2 separate regions of the Pelodiscus sinensis genome follow, and region 1 is linked to region 2. A link is a contact called in public Hi-C data. All regions are on one chromosome and are shown on one strand. The core of a region is the stretch at or near the end of the contact, and the rest is flanking DNA. Distances in the headings are between cores, read along the strand shown.

Region 1 (3,188 bases), core at 99-2,598, 220 kb before region 2:
CCAGGTGCCCCTGATTTTCCAGCAGCAGTCTGATTCCTATAGGCAATTCTGAAATGATTGCTATTTTATATATATATTGAGGTAGCATCTAGGGGCCTCAGATGTGTACCAGGATTCCATTGTGCTTGCTACTGGGCTAGCACTGAGCTACGACACAGTCTCTCTCCCCCACTGATCTGCTTTTAAACTGCTTTTACAAAGAGATTCTCTTTCTCTTTTGGGAACAGATGTTCAAAGCGAGTTTGCTGCTTGAGCAACTTGCCCAATCTGAAGCCACCTCAAATAGATGGGGGGGGGGGGCAGAAGCAAAGAGCATCTGTAATCGCAGAATCATCGAAATGTCGGGCCAGAAGGGCTTGCAAGAGGTTGCCTATTCCACCTCCCAACCCTGAGGCAGGACGGAGTAGAACCTAGGTATTGAAGGGCAGGTCTGAGCTGGGGTGCAGGGACCAGGAGAAGCATTAATTGAACCCCCATTTAGTACGATCACCTGAGTGACTCACCTGGTGGGCAGCTTCACTCGCAGGTACCTGTCGATGGCAATAGCCAGGAGAGACAGGATGGAGGCATTCGTGAAAACCACCATCAGGCAGCACATGAAGAGGCAGGAATAGAAGTGGATGACCACTCCCAGGCTCACCACAATGGCCAGCGGCATGACGAGGATCCCCACAGCTATATCAGCCAGCGCCAGCGAGACGATGAAGTAGAAGGTGTTGGTCTGAAACGCTGGGTTCAGCTTCACCACCCAGATCACCAGGATATTGCCCACGGTGGCGGATAGCGCAATAATGCACTCAACGGTGATGTAAACAGCAGTCAGGCTGCTGTGAGACACGCTGCTGTTTGTCATGGCGAAGAGCAAGCTGTCTCCTTTGCTGGCTCAAGAAACCAAGAGGAACAAGCCCCAGCGGGATTTCCCTCCAAATGAAACCAAACCTCAGCTCTCCCAGTGACTTCCTTTACAATAACTTCCTGTGCAGAACTTTATGTCCCCATGGAATGAGGCAGCTAGCTGGCTGTTACCCCTCCTTAGCATCGCACAGGAGTAAATTGCACCCAGATCTCCATGATGTGCAATCCGTTTGGTCAGTGCCAGGACTTCTCTGTAGCCCCGTCAGTATCCTTCACGCACTCGGGAAATGTGCTTCGGGAGGGTCAGAAATCTTGTCGGGATCTGGCCAAAAATCCACCTGCCTTCTTCACTTGGTCTAGCGCTGTCACTTTTCAGTTACTCTATTTCAGAGCTGCAAGCAGGTTTTTTTTTTTATTTTAAGAATTACCCATGTCAGTCAACCACATCTGACTGTAGATAAGCAACTTCTACTCTTCTTAGGAAGTGAAGTAGTTAAGAGGAAGTCATGAGGATATTCTGTTTGATTTCAGCCTCCCACTTGGCTTTGAATGCATTTTCAGCTCCTGCTGTGTTAACCATCAACTAAGAGTCTGAAGAGGCGGGGTGCCTAGTTATCTTTGTGATGACCTTCTGAGACAGCTATGCACCAGGGGACACTGCTGTGACTAGGGTGGTCCTGTCATAATGCAGAGGCAAGGCCTTCTCAGTGGAAGAGCCTAGGCTGTGGAAATTATTAGCACTAGACATCAGAATCAGTTCAACCCTAATCATGTTCAGAGAGCAACACATGGTTTTAGTCGGTTCTTCACGTTCTTAGGCCACATCTCCACTTGCCGCACTGGGAATCGATCTTCTGGTGTTCGATTTAGTGGGTCTAGTTAAGACCCGCTAAATTAAACACTGAGGGTAGCTTCAGTTGATGCTGGTACTCCTGGCAGTTGCGAAGAGTAAGAGAAGCCAACAGGAGTGTTTGCTCCCCTCAGCTTCCCTCTGTGAAGATGGTGCCAAGCTCGTCTTAAGGTAAGACAACTTCAGCTACATGTTTTATGTAGCCAGGATTGCATACCTTAACACAATCTTCAAGGTCTAGTGTAGATCTGGCCTTAGTCTCTGCATCTACATAATATGATGACAGATACAAAGGTCTCCTTGCCATGAAACTGGCAAAGAATGAGTTCATGGCTAGAGGAAAGAAAAAGGAAAGAAGTAACAGAAGAAGGCAGCAGGGAACTAGGAGAGACAGAGTGATATGTTGGTAAGAATAACTAAACAAAGCTGAAAGCATGTGAGTTTGTTAGGGAAAAGCGTTTCTATGACCCTTAAATTTGCATTTCATTTAGACCTACAGATAGACACATGGTACCCTAGGGATGGCAAATATAACCCACAGTGGAATGGTGGGATGAAAACTATTGTTGATCCCAAACTTTTATCCAGGTCCCAAGAGTGTCTTGTAAAAACACAGAAATCCAGCCTGAGTGATACTGATATTTCAAGGTCCTTTCTAATGGTGTCTGCTCCCAGTAACATGTCTGGCCTTTAACTGCCAGCTTTGTAATGGTCTATATTGCTAGCTTCTCTGGGGAGTGCTTTCCTCTTCCGAATGTAAATAACAAGCCATGTTATGATAAACACAACGGACCGGGATATAATCATTGGAAGGCAACACATCCAACAGTCACTTTCTTAAGCATCCATTGTCTCTGAGCTGACATTGTTCCTGACAGCAGCAACAGTGCTGTGGAAGTGAAATCAACCCAGCCTCTTCCGTGGTAAGACAACTGGTGAAAACATACACTGAAAAAGCCAAGACACTTCTGCTTAGGAAATACAGATACTGCGCCACCTTCATCCTGTGTGTAGACACACTGAAATCAGTGGTGTCGCTCCGGTGTAATGCCGAGCAGAACTGCCTAGTGAATAGGCATTAATCTGGCTGCATTGGGCTGGGATTGAGGTTCTTTAGGGGCTAGGTCCAATGTCCACCAAAGCCAAGGGAGCAGATCCTTAGGGAACCTCAGTTATATCTAATCCATTGACATCAATCGGGATAGGAGGCCTTTGTAGATGGTGGTGCCATAGCCGAGGCTACTGATGCAGAGAATAAGCCTTAGTCAAAGACTCAGTTCTGACTTGCAATGAGCACACAGAAGAAGTCAAGGCACATGCCATTCACTTACACCCATGTGCTCCTAGAGCATGGGCAACGAGAAAGCCGAGGGCAAGGGGCGCATGCTAGGAATTAGCTAATAAGTAAGCACCACAAGCATCCAATTCAGCAGAAATGCCCATGGCCAGCTGTCTGCAGAACAAGCAGCAATTTCAGCCATAG
Region 2 (3,377 bases), core at 333-2,832:
TGTGTGTCAGAATTAATAAAGGAAACACAATATGTGCAATGGCAGCACCCTCTGCTGACAAGAAACTGTCTACACTGTATGCAGCTAGCCCAATCTGCTCCTTTGCAGGGCAAATAGGAATAACGTTGTATTCAGTGATAGAAATGTAGCCGTGTTAGTCTGGGGTAGCTGAAGCAAAATGCAGGACAATGTAGCAGTTTAAAGACTAACATGTGATTTGTCCTTTTCATATGTGTTCATTTTTTTTAAGTGTATCCTTTGGTATACATGGTTGTGACTATTTTCTTCCACTATTTGATCTGAGGAAGTGGGTCTGGCCCACGAAAGCTCATCATCTAATAAACCATCTTGTTAGTCTTTAAAGTGCTACATTGTCCTGCACGTTGTATTCAGTGTTGTAGTAGCCATGTCAGTCCCAGGATATTAGAGCAAGCAGGTGGGTGAGGTTATGTCTTCAAGGAGACCAACTTCTGCTGGTGAGAGAGAAGCTTTTAAGCTATCCTGTTGCCTTTGACTCTCTAGACTAAGATCATAGTAACCAGAGGTAGAAAATAACAAGTGACTGTCATGTGTTTCCCCATACAAAAGCAGAATACAAGGCCCAGCTGGATGGGCATGGCCATTGATCCTACACAGGATCTTGCGGGGACTGTACATTAACTCTGATGAATGCCTCCCAGGGGTAGCTGTGTTAGTCTGTATCTGCAAAGAAAACAAGGAGTCCTGTGGCACCTTAAAGACTTGCAGATTTATTTGGGTATGAGCTGTCATGAATAAACCCACTTTGTCTGATTAATGTGATATAGCATGGGTTGGGTGCCAAGATCTGGGAGAGTACTCATGAAGGGAAGCATCTCTGTGGACAAGTGGGGAGTGCCCTGTGGGGTGGGGGGAACAAGTGGGGGAGGTTCTGTGGGGAGACAACTGGGGATGCCTTGTGTGTGGGGGGGACAAGTGGGGAGCCCTGGGGGGAAGGGGACAAGGGGGGAGGCTCTGTGAAGGGGGACAAGTGGGGGGGTCCTGAGGGGGGGGAAACAAGTGAGGGAACCTGTGGGGGGGGCGGACGACAAATGGGGGATGCTCTGTGGGGAGATAACTGGGAGATGCCCTGTTGGGGGGAACTAGTGGGGGGTCCTGGGGGGGACAAGAGGGGGGGAACAAGTGGGGGATCTTGAGAGGGGGGCAAGTGGGGGGCCCATGGGGAGCCCCTGTGAAGTGGGGGGAAGGGGGTACTCTGTGGGGTAGGGGAACAAGTGGGGGCTCCTGAGGGGGGAAATGCCCCATCTGAGTCATATTTCCCCCATAGTCTTCTGCGCCCCTTTGTGCCCCCTCCTAGGAGCCCCCCTGTGCCCCCGCCTCCTTTCAGTGCATAGGACTCTGTCAACCAGCCCACAATGGTTCCTTCCGCACTCCCATTCCCCTGCCCGCACAATGGTTCCTTCCGCACTCCCCTTCCCCTGCCCGCACAATGGTTCCTTCCGCACTCCCCTTCCCCTGCCCGCACAATGGTTTCTTCCCCCCCGGCCGTGTTCGCGCGGCGGGGCTGCTGATAACGTTTGTTGCCAGGGGGACCGCCTCGCGAGATCTCAAACCCGCCCCTCCCCTGTCCCAGCCGCTTCCCAAGATGGCGGCTAACGCGGCGGCCGAGCCCCGGCTCCGCACGCGGGACGTGCTGATCCCCGGCGGCCCGGCCGACTTCGGGTCGCTGCTGCTGTCGGCCCCGGTGCTGGCGGGGCTGGAGGCCGCCGGGTTCCTCCGGCCTTCGCCGGTGCAGCTCAAGGCCATCCCGCTGGGGCGCTGCGGCCTGGGTGAGGGGGGGGCCGAGAGTCGCCCCCGGCGAGGGGAGGGGAAAAAGAAGGGGGGGGGGTTTGGGGGAGAGGGGACCGGGAATCATCCCTGGCGGGGGGGGGGGGGGGGAGTCGCCCCCAGCGGGGGGGGGGAAGAGGCGGGGGGGCCTCGGGGGGGGCAACGGGAATCTGAAGTTTCGGGGGGAGGGGGGGAAGCAGGGTTTGCCAAGGGGAGGGGTCTCGTGATGGGTGGAAAGAGGAGGGGGGAGCAAGGGCTGGCGGTTTGCTCCTGCAGGGGAGGGGAGGCTGGTGGAGACTTGTGCCTCTGTCCAGGGTACCGGGAGGCGTCCCAAACCCAGAGTAAAGCCCCTAATAAAAGTGCATCACCTGGGCGAGGCTGCTGCCTGACTCGAGCCTTTCAAACCCTTTCAGATCTTATTGTGCAGGCAAAATCCGGCACTGGCAAAACCTGTGTGTTCTCCACCATTGCCCTCGATTCCCTCATCCTGGAAAACCCAGCAACCCAGGTGAGCCTCCCTCAAGATGTGGTGTGGCCTGGGAATGTCTGCAGGTCCTTGTCCAAGCTGTTTCAATAACCATAGAGATGATCACCTGGACCTCAAGTTTTACACTGAACGCCATGTGCAGGACAGGATATTGGTCAATTTAGTCTGGGCTATGTGGCTGTCCACATCTTGAATGAAGTTCAGCATGTGATTCACTGTCAAATCTCAGTGCGTTGGTGCCAGAAGTTCCTACTGAGAATGCAGTGCTATGGAGCTCTTGACTTATTTTGTAATTGATGTTCGTAGTAGATAGCTTGATAGGTTATAATGAAATTAATATGGGGTGGGGCCATAAGGGAAACATACATGCTTTTTTGGTTGGTCATTTTTAGGTTTACAAGCACAAAAAGGCACCTTGTTGGCTTGACAACCTGTGTGATAGAGTTCCGTGTATATAATTGAATCCGTGTGCTTCAGGTCTGCTGTACAGGGTTGAGGGAATTGAGTCTCAAGTTATTGATTTAGGGGATGAAGGAGAGAACCTGTTCAGTAAAAACTGGACTTGACTCCCAGCAGGTGTTATTCAAGGCATGAAACAACAGGGGTAAAAACTTTGTCACTGGCAGCCTACATTATAGTTAAAAAGGTGATGTAGAGGTAAAAGATCTGTCTCTAATCCAGTGAGCCATCACTGTCCCTTCAAAGCCAAATTCTTTATTATTTCAGATCCTGGTCTTAGCTCCAACAAGAGAAATTGCAGTGCAGATTCATGCAGTTATCACAACTATTGGAATCAAAATGGAGGGCTTGGAATGTCATGTCTTCATTGGAGGGACTCCTTTGAACCAAGACAAAATGAGACTAAAGAAGTGTCACATAGCTGTAGGCTCTCCAGGTAAGAGCACATTTGATTGATTCTACTTTAGTCACAATTCAGTGAGACACTTTTCAACAGTCAAATAATTGGTACATAGATGTACTCTTGAATTCTTGATTTTTTTTGTTCCATTGTTACGGAACAGTTTCAAAGTCTGAAGCTATAGAAAATATGACCAGAGAAGTATTTTTAGTGAGTGATTACTCT

What was found. Hi-C and Micro-C count contacts between places; a contact is called where the count stands out from the background.
Region 1: a contact with region 2 is called in a Hi-C map of liver, with 5 times the contacts expected there. The contact joins the promoter of ADORA3 here to the promoter of DDX20 in region 2. A contact is called at or near these places in 3 of 5 Hi-C or Micro-C datasets (liver and an unstated tissue).

What each region holds. Positions count from the first base shown.
Region 1 is chr27:3,129,425-3,132,612 of ASM4963464v1, reverse strand. It overlaps ADORA3 (adenosine A3 receptor), which reads right to left and starts at 1,348. Exons shown (of 2, transcript XM_006118822.4): 1 at 504-1,348. The coding sequence starts at 853.
Region 2 is chr27:2,912,605-2,915,981 of ASM4963464v1, reverse strand. DDX20 (DEAD-box helicase 20) reads left to right here and starts at 1,582. Exons shown (of 11, transcript XM_075910073.1): 1 at 1,582-1,808; 2 at 2,220-2,314; 3 at 3,020-3,188. The coding sequence starts at 1,625.